Regions from separate parts of the Sus scrofa genome. Here all the other regions are linked to region 1. Evidence: chromatin contacts called from public Hi-C and HiChIP or PLAC-seq data. All regions are on one chromosome and are shown on one strand. The core of a region is the stretch at or near the end of the contact, and the rest is flanking DNA. Distances in the headings are between cores, read along the strand shown. Region 1 holds the start of PDZRN3 (E3 ubiquitin-protein ligase PDZRN3). Region 2 overlaps PDZRN3 (E3 ubiquitin-protein ligase PDZRN3). Region 3 overlaps PDZRN3 (E3 ubiquitin-protein ligase PDZRN3).

Region 1 (3,468 bases), core at 430-2,929:
TTTTCCACTTCACTCTTCAGGAACCGGCAGCACATTCCAAATAAGAATTCCACAGCTTGATTTCTTTCTTACCAAATGTTGGCTGGGTCTTTCTTAGCATGGTCTAAGGCCTGAGGAGAGAAAAAAAAAAAAAACAAAAAAAAACACCAAATCCATGGATGATGCTATGAATTGATCTCCTGGGTTGGAAGCCCAGAGGATTCCCTCAGCACTCATAAGTGTTGCCGAAAACTGCCCTGATTGAAAAAAGCTACCCCCCCCCACCCCCGTGGCAGAGGAAAAGAGTCCATATTCCACATTCATGAATGGCTGCTTCCCAAACAAGTGGAAATCCATAGGCCAATAGCATCAGCACCACTTGGAGTCTCTTTCAGAGACTGACACTCCACCCCAGACGTACTTGGATCAGAATCTGCATCCACCTTAAAATTTAAGACTGCTCTACAGGCCCTACAAGACTTTTATTTTGCCTCTCTGAGTGTGGCAAATGAAAATATAACAGTGTACAAACCATAGGGAAAAAAAAAAACCTTAAGGAACACAGTTTATATGATTGCAGAGGATTACAGGGAAACTTCTCCAAGTTCTATAGAGGCAGTTTTTAACACTGTAGGACAGCGTTCCTTCTTTTGTAATGGGGGAAATTATCTTTTAAAACTGCTAACACTCTCTCACAATATTCTACCAGTTATTCTTTTTTTTTTTTTTTTTTTTTTTTTTTTTTGTCTTTTTGTTATTTCTTGGGCCGCTCCCGCGGCATATGGAGGTTCCCAGGCTAGGGGTCTAATCGGAGCTGTAGCCACTGGCCTACGCCAGAGCCACAGCAACGCGGGATCCGAGCCGCGTCTGCAACCTACACCACAGCTCATGGCAACGCCAGATCATCAACCCACTGAGCAAGGGCAGGGACCGAACCCGCAACCTCATGGTTCCTAGTCGGATTCGTTAACCACTGCGCCACGACGGGAACTCCTCTACCAGTTATTCTTAAAGGGACCTATTTAGCAGGGCCCACCCAACACAACGCATGCTACACTGCAGTGGAAACACTTCAGAGCTGTTAGGTGAAGTGGACAGAGACAGCCCGGCAGGCAGCCGGCGAGCAACTCTCATCCCTGAAAATTTGCCACCGTAGACTCGCCCTCTGCTCCTAGAAACCTAGGCCAGGCAAACCAAGGGGTCTGCAGAACCTCTGGGCGGAACTGTAGTTGCAGGAGCGTCCCAAAGGCTCAGTAACTTTCCCTGGTAAGAAATAAATAAATAAAGACCGTAAGTGCTCAGATAGCGGGCCCCAAGATATTTTTCGCTCTCTGCAATCAGGCAAGAAAAGAGGTGTGGGGGGGTAATAAGTCTCCATGTGGCCAGGAAGGAGCTCCAGGAAAACTGTCTGGACGACAGCAGCATCCTCCGCCCCTCAGTGATCTTTTCTCGGTTGGCGTTTTGTCTCCTACAGCGAAAACTACAAGGGGGAGAGGAGTTTCCGGAGAGAGGGTCTGTGGCCGCATTCTGGGCGCGCTAGTTCCCTCGGCGGCGAGCCTCTGGGTCTCCTTACCCTCCTGTCTCTTTTCCCCTCCCTTTCGCAGGGGGCGGGCGTGAGGCAGCCGAGGCAGGATGTTTGTGCGCACGCGCTCTGGTAAATACGGCTGAGGAGTTTTGTTCCTCAGGCTTTTTCCGAGGAAGTCTGCAGCAATTAGGCTCAGTCCGGGGAGAGCGAGCGAGCCGGCGGCGCAGCCGGCGCGTCTGGGCTGCTTCGCAGGGAGGGAGTGGGCGGCCGGCCGCCCGGCGGCGACCCCGGGCCCCGGCCGCCACCATGGGCTTCGAGCTGGACCGCTTCGAGGGCGACGTGGACCCGGACCTCAAGTGTGCGCTGTGCCACAAGGTCCTGGAGGACCCGCTCACCACGCCGTGCGGCCACGTCTTCTGCGCCGGCTGCGTGCTACCCTGGGTGGTACAGGAGGGCAGCTGCCCCGCACGCTGCCGCGGTCGCCTCTCGGCCAAGGAGCTTAACCACGTCCTGCCGCTCAAGCGTCTCATCCTCAAGCTGGACATCAAGTGTGCGCACGCCGCGCGCGGCTGTGGCCGGGTGGTCAAGCTGCAGCAGCTGCCGGAGCACCTAGAGCGCTGCGACTTCGCGCCCGCGCGCTGCCGCCACGCGGGCTGCGGCCAGGTGTTGCTGCGGCGAGACGTGGAGGCGCACATGCGCGACGCGTGCGACGCGCGGCCCGTGGGCCGCTGCCAGGAGGGCTGCGGGCTGCCCCTGACGCACGGCGAGCAGCGCGCGGGCGGCCACTGCTGCGCGCGGGCCCTGCGGGCGCACAACGGCGCCCTACAGGCCCGCCTGGGCGCGCTGCACAAGGCGCTCAAGAAGGAGGCGCTGCGCGCGGGCAAGCGGGAAAAGTCGCTGGTGGCGCAGCTGGCCGCCGCACAGCTGGAGCTGCAGATGACCGCCCTGCGCTACCAGAAGAAGTTCACCGAGTACAGCGCACGCCTCGATTCACTCAGCCGCTGCGTGGCCGCGCCGCCCGGCGGCAAGGTAGGCGCCCACCACCAGCACAGACCCCCAGCCAGGCCCTCTGGTCCCCAGGGCGTCTCCCAGCCCCTGCGGGCACCAGGATGCCCGGAGCATCCCTGCCTCCCTCCTCCGGCACTGCTTGCCAGATATATCACCGTGGGCAGGTCGAGGAATCAGTCTAAACTTAGAAATTGTGGTCCCTACAGATTAGACAGCAGCTTCAGTGTTTCCGTAAAGACTGAAAGGAATCTGTGATCAGGGTAGAGTAAGAGTGAGTGTAGCTCCAAGTCAGAACTGAGCAAAGGCTTTCCTTTGGACCAGCTGGGTGATCCTGCGGAGGTCGCTTAACCTCTTTAAAGGGTGGGAAACTTGGTCGCTACACACATGATGCACAGGATAAGATATGACACACAGTGTGAACTGTATTCATGCACCCTGAAGAGTTCCAGAAAGAATAAATGGAGCCCACGGCCCATGTAGAATAAGTTAAGAAGGTTGCCAGAGGAAAGGCCTCTGAAGCAAAAGCTGGATTCAGACATGGGCTTTGCTGCCAACTGGCTGGCTGACCTTGAGCAAGCTGCTTAAGCTCTCTAAAGTTGGAAAGTGTGGCCCTAGAGATGTGACACAGGGGGTGGGGTGGGGGTGTGAAACATAGCCAGGCCCCCTCTTTGGTATGCCTCCAGGGATTGAAAGAATTCCAGAAAGAATTAAAGGAACAAGACATAAAGTAATAATTGATGGTGAGTCTTTGGGGATTAGAACTGTTTCCGAATCTGGGCTTTTGCTCAGCCAGCTGAGTGACTTTGCAGATGAACCTCCAGGTGCCTCTGTTTCCCTAAATGTAAAATAGTTTCTTTTCACCCATCAGGGAAAGACTATTTGAAAGAGATCTGGCGCAGTGCCCGGTGGAGAGTGAATGCTCAACAAGTGTTGACTGCAATTATCTTTAACATCTT
Region 2 (3,792 bases), core at 355-2,854, 84 kb after region 1:
ATTCCTGGACTGCATGAACAGAGCACCCCTTATTCTGCAATTACATGAAAAATAATGGCATCACTTCAGCATCAAGGAAGGAAATGCCCAAGTGCAACCTCTGTGTAATTAAGCTGAACATGATTATCAACAGAAAGTGATTGTACTTGTGTTCAGAGGCGAGAAGAGATAAGCCACCAAGCATGTGACCCATGAAAAGAAAATAGTTTGAGGATGTTTGATGTTCCCCACCCATACAGTCAGCTCTGTGCCTGGTGGGGGGCAGGTGCCATTTTCTGTAGCATTTTCTCTCTCTCTGGACTGTTTTAAAGTGCTTCCTCATCAGTTCTGTCTTGGGAACATATGCCTCTTTGCCATTTCTCTGTGTATCCTCCCTCCCTCACATCTGCCCATCTGCTTTTGGTTTTATTTATTTTCTTCTTTGGCAAGAATCCCTCATCTCCACTTGGACCACACCCCTCGGCTTCTGATAGGTAACATTAAAACTGCCCATTTAATTTTTAGCCAAAACAGGTGTTGAGCAATTGACCCTATTGCGGGGCTCACTCCAGAAACCTCATTTGCTCCTGGCTTCTCTATCTGCACCCACCCCCCGTAATTCTTTAGCTTAATAAAACACATGTGTGAAAGGCCCAGATGAAAAGCACCTCTGTGTGATGTGGGTGCCTCAAGCACCCCTGCCTCCATCCGGGATTTGAGGTGGTCAGGCTCCCAGTGGGAGAATCAAGCCTCCAAAAATGAGGTGCCCCCCCTTCCATGAGAGATTCAAATTGGCGAGTGTTCAAAAATAGGATCCCTTCTTTGCCATGGTACTTTGATAGGCTTTTTATGAAAATGCCGCCTGCCTTCCCTTTAGTGGAAATCTGAGGTATAAAATGTTTCTCTCTCCTGCTTCATAAGTCCCAGCAGCCCCAGAACAGCCAGTATTCTTCAGTTGCTCACAGAACAACATGAGAGGACAACCCCAGACTCCTGTGCCCGTCGCTTTGGTGGAGGTGGTCCTTTTTCTCACTGGCATCTCAGGTTGGCGGGTAGATATCAAAAGCCTCACAGACGAAGGGGTGGGTGTGTGGTTGTCCTCATCTTAATTTAGGTTTAGCCAATATCTGAAGCCATCCCCCCAACCCTGTAACATTTTCGCCAGAGCCTGGACTGCTCTTGCCAAGAATTCCCCCACCTCTTCATTCCTAAACCCCTGTGTATTATGAAGGAAATGAAATCCATATGTTTCTGATTCATTTACATGTAGCTCATCAAAATGTAGTTTTGTAAGAGCTCTTTGGTGTCCAAGAAGCATTTGGAGCCTTTTTATGAGACTTTTAACTACCCCCCCCAACCAGCACCCCTCCATCCCCTTAGAACCAGGAAGTTGGGACTTGCCAAGAACAAATAAAATCAAGCTTCAGGGTTGACTTTGTCTCGGGGCTGACCCACCAGGCTTCAGTGGGCTCACAACGTTAGCGACAATGGAGAAGACTCTCCTCCCCCTTTTTGGGGTGGCAGGGAAGTGACCCTCGTCCCACATACACCCCACAGGGCAGTGAGTTCGGCTCACCCCCCCACCCAGGCAGCAGACTGCCTCCACATGGTTGTTTTGCAGCCGAGCCTCTTCTCTCTGGCCTATAAGCAAAGAGCAGACAGGAGAGCAGATGGGGCCTCTGCCTGGACCAGAGCTCAGAGTGGCTTTTATAGGTATTCCCCACCTCTGACCACTTGGGGTCACTAAGTTTTATCTCTTTACCAGCCACAGATTCTTACCAAGTGGTTTACTCTGCACCAGTAACTTTGCTCTTGCTGCTGGGATGCTGGCAGAAACACCCACAACCATAAACCAGGAAGGGTAACTTTGCTGTCAGCTCATGATATTTTTGAGTGTTTTCGTTTTTCCTTAAGCTTTAAGGAAAAAACTACCTACTGCCAATAAGACTCCAGAGCTTTTAGTCTGTCAAACCACAGAAATGAAATGAGTCAACCTGCTTCCAGAGTTGCGTTAGTGAGGGCTTGTGGGGAATTTTTTTCTCCTCCATCCTGAAGATGATGAATTAGGGACGCTTAGGATTCCTCACTTGGGCTGTTGTCGTGAGTGGGATGGAAGGAATTCTGCCCTTGGGGATGGTGCTGGGCCTTTCAGGCACCAAAACCCAGGCACTTGGAATGCAAGGGGCAGGGAGTGGGGAGCAGAGCTGGGCCTCAGTGTTCCCACCCTACGTTGCAGCTACAGAGCTCAGGCTCGGCTGGTTCCAAAGTGTCCTCTTTTCTTCCCGTATAGTAACAGTCATTCGCGCATTCATAAGTTGCATGGACTCGAAGAGTATACATCTGCAGAAGCACGCATCACCTTCCAGTGTAAAAAGTTTGACGAAGTCAGTGTTTAGCTTCAACATGAAGACAATATAAATATTATCCATCTACATTTTGTGTGTGTATGTAAGTGGGGGAACCATTCTCAGCAGCATTTTAAAAATATTTAACAGCAATCATAAAATGTTTTAGGCAAGTTGGAAAAGAGTCTGAATTCCAGCTTTGAAACCTTGAAATCTGAGCGTCACCTGAAATCCCCGTGCAGGGAGAACCAGGACCAAAAACGCCTGTGCTGAAGCTCTTTTTCTACTGGTGAAAGTGCTGGGTTTCCTTGGTTAGTTATTTCACAAAGTGAATAATCCAGTGCTTTTTGTGATCCGAGGACAGATAACTTGCAACTTTTATAGGACCACTTGGCTACATGTGTAAGGTTTTCTTTGTTCTGTGCTGCCTCCTGCTGGTCCTTATTTTCCAGTGGTAGATGCAACCCTAGGTTTACAGATAAATGAACATGACACACATTGTCTGTTTATCTCCTCTTGCATCTTTCAGTACCATCATCTCTGTCTGCACCTGAAAAGATGGTATTCATCCAGTGAATTTTGCCCAGTGGGATTCACTCACTTAATTGCTCATTTATTCAACAGGTAATAAGTGCCTTCCCTGCATATGGTCTTTCTTCTAGGTCCTGGGGACATAGTGTCCAGACAGAAGTGTCCTCACAGGGCTTCTGTTCTTGTGGGTGGAGCTTGCATCCTAGTGGTCACACAGGGAGTGGCAGAGCCAGTTGGTGAGCCTGGACCTTCGGTTTTGTTCAAGAAGTGGTGACTTTCGTCCCCATTCACACCATCATTGCCTCCCCTCAGCACTTCCACCACCATGTGTGAAAAAGCTGCCATTGCTTGCAGCCAAATTCCCCACATTAAGGCTTTGTGGAGAAAAATACTTTTATCAAAGTCTTGCCATTGCCGAGAAGTTTAAAGAGCTGAGGATTTTTGCCTACATATTTGAGTAGTTTCTAGGTGAAAATGTCTCAAGGATCAGAACTGCTGGGGGTGAGCCATGTGACACTACCTTTTGCTGTAGGTCAGAATGGGTGAATATTGGCAATTTCTTCTGGCTTGATCTGATATTTTTCCTTCCTCTTTGTACCTGGTATATAGTAAGTGCTTAATAAATGTAAGCGCAATTGCTACATTTAGTTCCAGGAGCTCAGGCATTTTCTAGCAGTCTAAGCTTTTGTCCATTTTGTGTTTTTATTTCTGTAAGTAGCTAATGTGATACAATGTTTGCTTAAAACTGGATATTCCTGGCATTCCTGTTGTGGCTTAGCAGTAACAAACTTGATTAGTATCCATGAGGACATGGGTTTGATCCCTGGTCTGGCTCAGTGGGTTAAGGATCTGGCATTATGGTGAGCTGAGGCATAGTTTACAGAAGTGGCTTGAATCCTGTGTTGCTGTGGCATTGGCCAGCAGCTGCAGCTCCGAT
Region 3 (3,900 bases), core at 390-2,889, 120 kb after region 1:
CAGGAATGGACTTGATTTAATGAGCATAAAGCTGCCTTAAGACCTGTCTGTGTGGGTGTCTTCTGATCTATTACATTTGTCACTTGATTGAAAAACAACAACAACAAAACTTGTTTACGAAAGGCGAAGGCATGTGTTAACTCCTGCCGTATGGAAGGTCTGGTTTCTTACACACATTCTGGCTCACCCGCCCTTTACTTTCGGGTCGCCCCCAGCTTCTGTGTTGTTAACCACCCCTGGTTTCTGTGAAATAGGAATATGATGGATTCGGCCAGACAGTTGGAAGCTGTTGCTGTAAATACCGGCCGTTGTGATTTAACTGTCAGCCTGAAAGGCCCCCACTTCGGAAGGGCTCCTTTTTGAAACCCTGAGCACAATGAGATGTCTGTTTGGCGGCTGAGCCTTGGTTCAGATCCTCTACAGATTTGTTTTCCGAGTGCCAGCAGAACGGCTTTTTTACAGCAACACCCGCTTTGTGTGCCGAAGCTACAGCCGGGACTGTGGGGCGGTGAGAAACAGGGCCACACTCTCTTTCCATCCCTGAGCTGCCCCAGGCCCCGAGCCTCAAGAGGAGACTGGCAGCAAAACCATTCCCACCGCCTGGAGCACTTGGAACCCGAGAGTGGAAAACTTGCCTGCAAAGACTGTTCAAAGACACAAGCAAGACCAAGTATGGGATCCAACCAGATTCACCCCGAAAGCCAGCCCCAGGGGCCCCTGGCTGCAGAAGAGGATCAGCGGATATCCAGGACTGGGCTCGGGGGCGGGGGCGGGGGCAGGGTTGCAAAGAAGGATCCTTTTTCTGGCACAAACAAGAAGGAATGAGGCAAGTACCTGGGAGCTCCCACTGTGGCGCAACGGGATTGGCAGCATCTTGGACGTACGGCAATATGGGTTTGACCCCAGGCTCCGCATAGCGGCTAAGGATCTGATGGTGTCACACTGACAGCTTAGTTCACACCTTGGCTCAGATCTGATTCCTGGCGCAGGAGCTCCATATGCTGTGGACCAGCCAAAAATGAAAAATAGCCAGTACCTGCTTCCTGCTTTAGCCCTTGTCTCTTGCATTGTAGCTTTTGTTCTTCATGGTGGGCATCCAGAAGGCCACAGGAGAAAGGTGTGTTTGTGTTTTTTTTATTGAGGGTAAAGAATGAAAAAGAGAGAAGCACAAAGGAGAAATTGAGTCACCTGTACACCTGCCCTCTAAAAGTAGTCCCATTTGCCACACCCACTTTCAGAGGGTTTTTTTTTTCTTCCTCTATTTATATAGTGAGACTATCTGAACTCAGTTTCCTTCATAGTCTCGTGTTAGAGTTGTAGAATGTTACATCTAGATCTAAAGCCCTCCTTGGATCTGAACCCGCCTCCCACCCACTCCCCAGCTAGACCCTTCCCCGGTGCAGAGGGCAAGCCCTGCTATGAATCTGCTCTGGGTTCTTTCCCACTGTATTTCATACTTCTGGGTCTTTCAGATTTCTCTCTGGTCCAGGCCTTTTCCCCAGCCTAGAGCACACACACATTTTCCATGGCCCTCTTCCTGGATCTCGAGGTTGTTGGCTACTCTGGTCTTGTGTTTTTGTGAACTGCCTTGCATATTTCTCCCTGTGCATGCATGCTGGTATTTCTTCTGTGGTTGAGACCTAGGAGTGGAGTTCCGGGACAAGACAAGAGCACTAATTTCATCTCTCACAGTAATCCACTCCTTACAGTCATGCCTGATTGCCAGGCAGCAGATTCGTAGACAGGAAAATGGACGGAGGCAAGAGGCAGAAAGAATGTAGTATGGATTCTATGGAATCCCCAAGCTCAGTCGTTGACCAAGTTGCTGGCACATCCATCTAGTGTTTTGCTGATAATCAGAATACTTGTCTCTGATAGGAAACATTTGGTAGAGCAGCGCCTCTCCTCCCCACCCCTATCCCCCACCTCCACCCCCCAGTGTACAACAAATGAATCAGGCCTGGTGGAAGCAACAAATGGCTTTCTGTTGTTGCTGCTGCTTCTTTAAAGATAATCTGTTGTTTTCAAAACATTTGCAAGTATTGCTTTCAAGGAATGGGTGCAGGGAGGCTCTGGCCTCTGTTTTCCTCAGGTGGAAACATTTGCAGCAGTTTTTTTCCTTAGGAAAGAGCCACCCCAGGCCAGGACTCAAGGCAGGAAGTTGTCTGTTTGGTATTTACTCAGGCATCTTCTGGCAAGAATTGATTATTCAATCAGAGCTGAAAGTAGCTGCTTGCAGTTGATTAGATGGGGAGGCAAGAGGCTGTTTTTTTTCTTTTTAATCATTCAATGAATTTTATTATATTTATAGTTGTATAGACATCACCACAACCTAATTTGAGAACATTTCCATCCCAAATCCCCAATCTACCCCTCCCTCCTGCACACGTGTCCCCTTTGGTAACCATAAGTTTTTCAAAGTCTGTGAGTCTGTTCTGCAAATGAGTTCATTCGTAGCCTTTTCTTAGATTCCACATATAAATGATATCCTATGATGTTTGTCCTAAATTGTCTCTAACTTCACTTACTATGATAATTTCTACCGCCTATCCATGTTGCTGCAAATACCATTAATGCATTTTTTTTTTTTTTATGGACAAGTAACATCGAGAAGCCCCCTGCGCTGTAGATAGGAATGTAAATTTGTACAACTGCTATGGAAAACAGCATGGAGGTTCCTCAAGTAACTAAAAATAGAATCACCATATGATCCAGCAATCCCACTCCTGGGCATCTATCCGGAGAAAACCATGACTCAAAAGGATGCATGTCCATAGCAACAATATTCACAATAGCCAAGATATGCAAGCAACCTAAATATCTATCAGCAGAGGAATGGATAAAGAGGTGGTACATATATACAATAGAATATTAGCCATAAAAAGGCTTTTTTTTTTTCCTCCTAAAAGCCTGAGACCTCAACTTAAAATTAAATTCTGGTGTGACTCTTCCAAAGAGTTACTTCTGTCCTTCAGGGCTCAAAGCCTCATTCCTCAGTAAGTTAATAAATAGCAACAGATACCTCTTGGGGCTGTAGCACTGGGAGAGCCAAAAGGGACATTAGCCATCTTCTAGTTCAACTCCTTGGTTATCACCGAGGAGGAAACTAAGGCACACGTGATAGAGAAATCAGGGGACCTTCGCTGCAGAGGGCCTGTCCTCTGCCTTCCAGGGGCAGGGACCACCGCTGGGGTCTGTGTCCTGCTGTGTTCACTTCCAGAACCTAACCAAGCATCGGTCACGTGGTAGGTGTTCACTGAACATGTCATCCTTAGCATCCTGTCCCAGGATGGCTGGTTTCCAATGTGCCTATGAAGGCAAAGTCACTTCCTCATGTGGGCGTCTTGGAAAAATAAGAAAGGAAAAGTCAAACACATAAAAAATGTAAACAGCAGAGTAAGCCTGCCTGTTTTAAAAATTATTATTTATATCTTGCCTCCTTCCACAAAGGATTTGAGGCAGCTTATGAGCATTAAATGCCAATAATGGGGCCCTCACTAGGCACTCGGTGACTAATTGCCACATGCGGCTTACAGAGAACAAATGCTGAGAGGCTGGGGTAATTGTAGTTGTCTTAACTGCTAAAGAACGCTTGTCAGTCTGTCTGTATAAGCCATGGTCATAATATATAAATAGAACCTCACAGGGACACTGGAGGCGCTGTTGCCAGAGGCTTATTTATTTATTTTGTCTTTTGGAGGAGAAAGCCTTGCGCTTGTCTTCGGAAGTAGATGGGGAGAGAAAAAATATTTGTTCTAGAACTTATCAACTTTGTGTGCCATATGGTGTGCTTTCTCAAATCTCTTACACACAGCCCTTTATGCTTTACATTTGCAGAGCCGTTAAAAAGAAAGACCTTGCTTATATTTAGAATTAAAACTTAAAACAGGCCTTACCTGG

Evidence for each region. Hi-C and Micro-C count contacts between places; a contact is called where the count stands out from the background. HiChIP or PLAC-seq counts read pairs in DNA pulled down with a chosen protein or histone mark.
Region 2: a contact with region 1 is called in a Hi-C map of embryonic fibroblasts, with 3 times the contacts expected there. The contact joins the enhancer-like site here to the promoter of PDZRN3 in region 1. A contact is called at or near these places in 7 of 47 Hi-C or Micro-C datasets (adipocytes, embryonic fibroblasts, fibroblasts and 3 more) and 1 of 2 datasets of contacts at active chromatin or transcription factors (skeletal muscle).
Region 3: an H3K27ac HiChIP or PLAC-seq map of skeletal muscle shows a contact between it and region 1, with 4 times the contacts expected there. The contact joins the enhancer-like site here to the promoter of PDZRN3 in region 1. A contact is called at or near these places in 16 of 47 Hi-C or Micro-C datasets (alveolar macrophages, brain, embryonic fibroblasts and 9 more) and 1 of 2 datasets of contacts at active chromatin or transcription factors (skeletal muscle).

The regions. Positions count from the first base shown.
Region 1 is chr13:54,902,953-54,906,420 of Sscrofa11.1, reverse strand. PDZRN3 (E3 ubiquitin-protein ligase PDZRN3) reads left to right here and starts at 1,679. Exons shown (of 10, transcript XM_021069221.1): 1 at 1,679-2,533. The coding sequence starts at 1,811.
Region 2 is chr13:54,818,698-54,822,489 of Sscrofa11.1, reverse strand. All of the region lies in intron 3 of PDZRN3 (E3 ubiquitin-protein ligase PDZRN3), which reads left to right. Among named protein-coding and RNA genes, the nearest start is that of PDZRN3, 84 kb to the left of the region's middle. Within about 2 kb of position 1,604, at least 9 of the 83 cell types and tissues checked have an H3K27ac peak or open chromatin away from gene starts, as enhancers often do. A contact at or near this core is called in embryonic fibroblasts and subcutaneous adipose tissue, where this site is marked.
Region 3 is chr13:54,780,705-54,784,604 of Sscrofa11.1, reverse strand. The region is part of intron 3 of PDZRN3 (E3 ubiquitin-protein ligase PDZRN3); the gene reads left to right. Among named protein-coding and RNA genes, the nearest start is that of PDZRN3, 120 kb to the left of the region's middle. Within about 2 kb of position 1,639, at least 17 of the 83 cell types and tissues checked have an H3K27ac peak or open chromatin away from gene starts, as enhancers often do. A contact at or near this core is called in embryonic fibroblasts, fetal skeletal muscle and skeletal muscle, where this site is marked.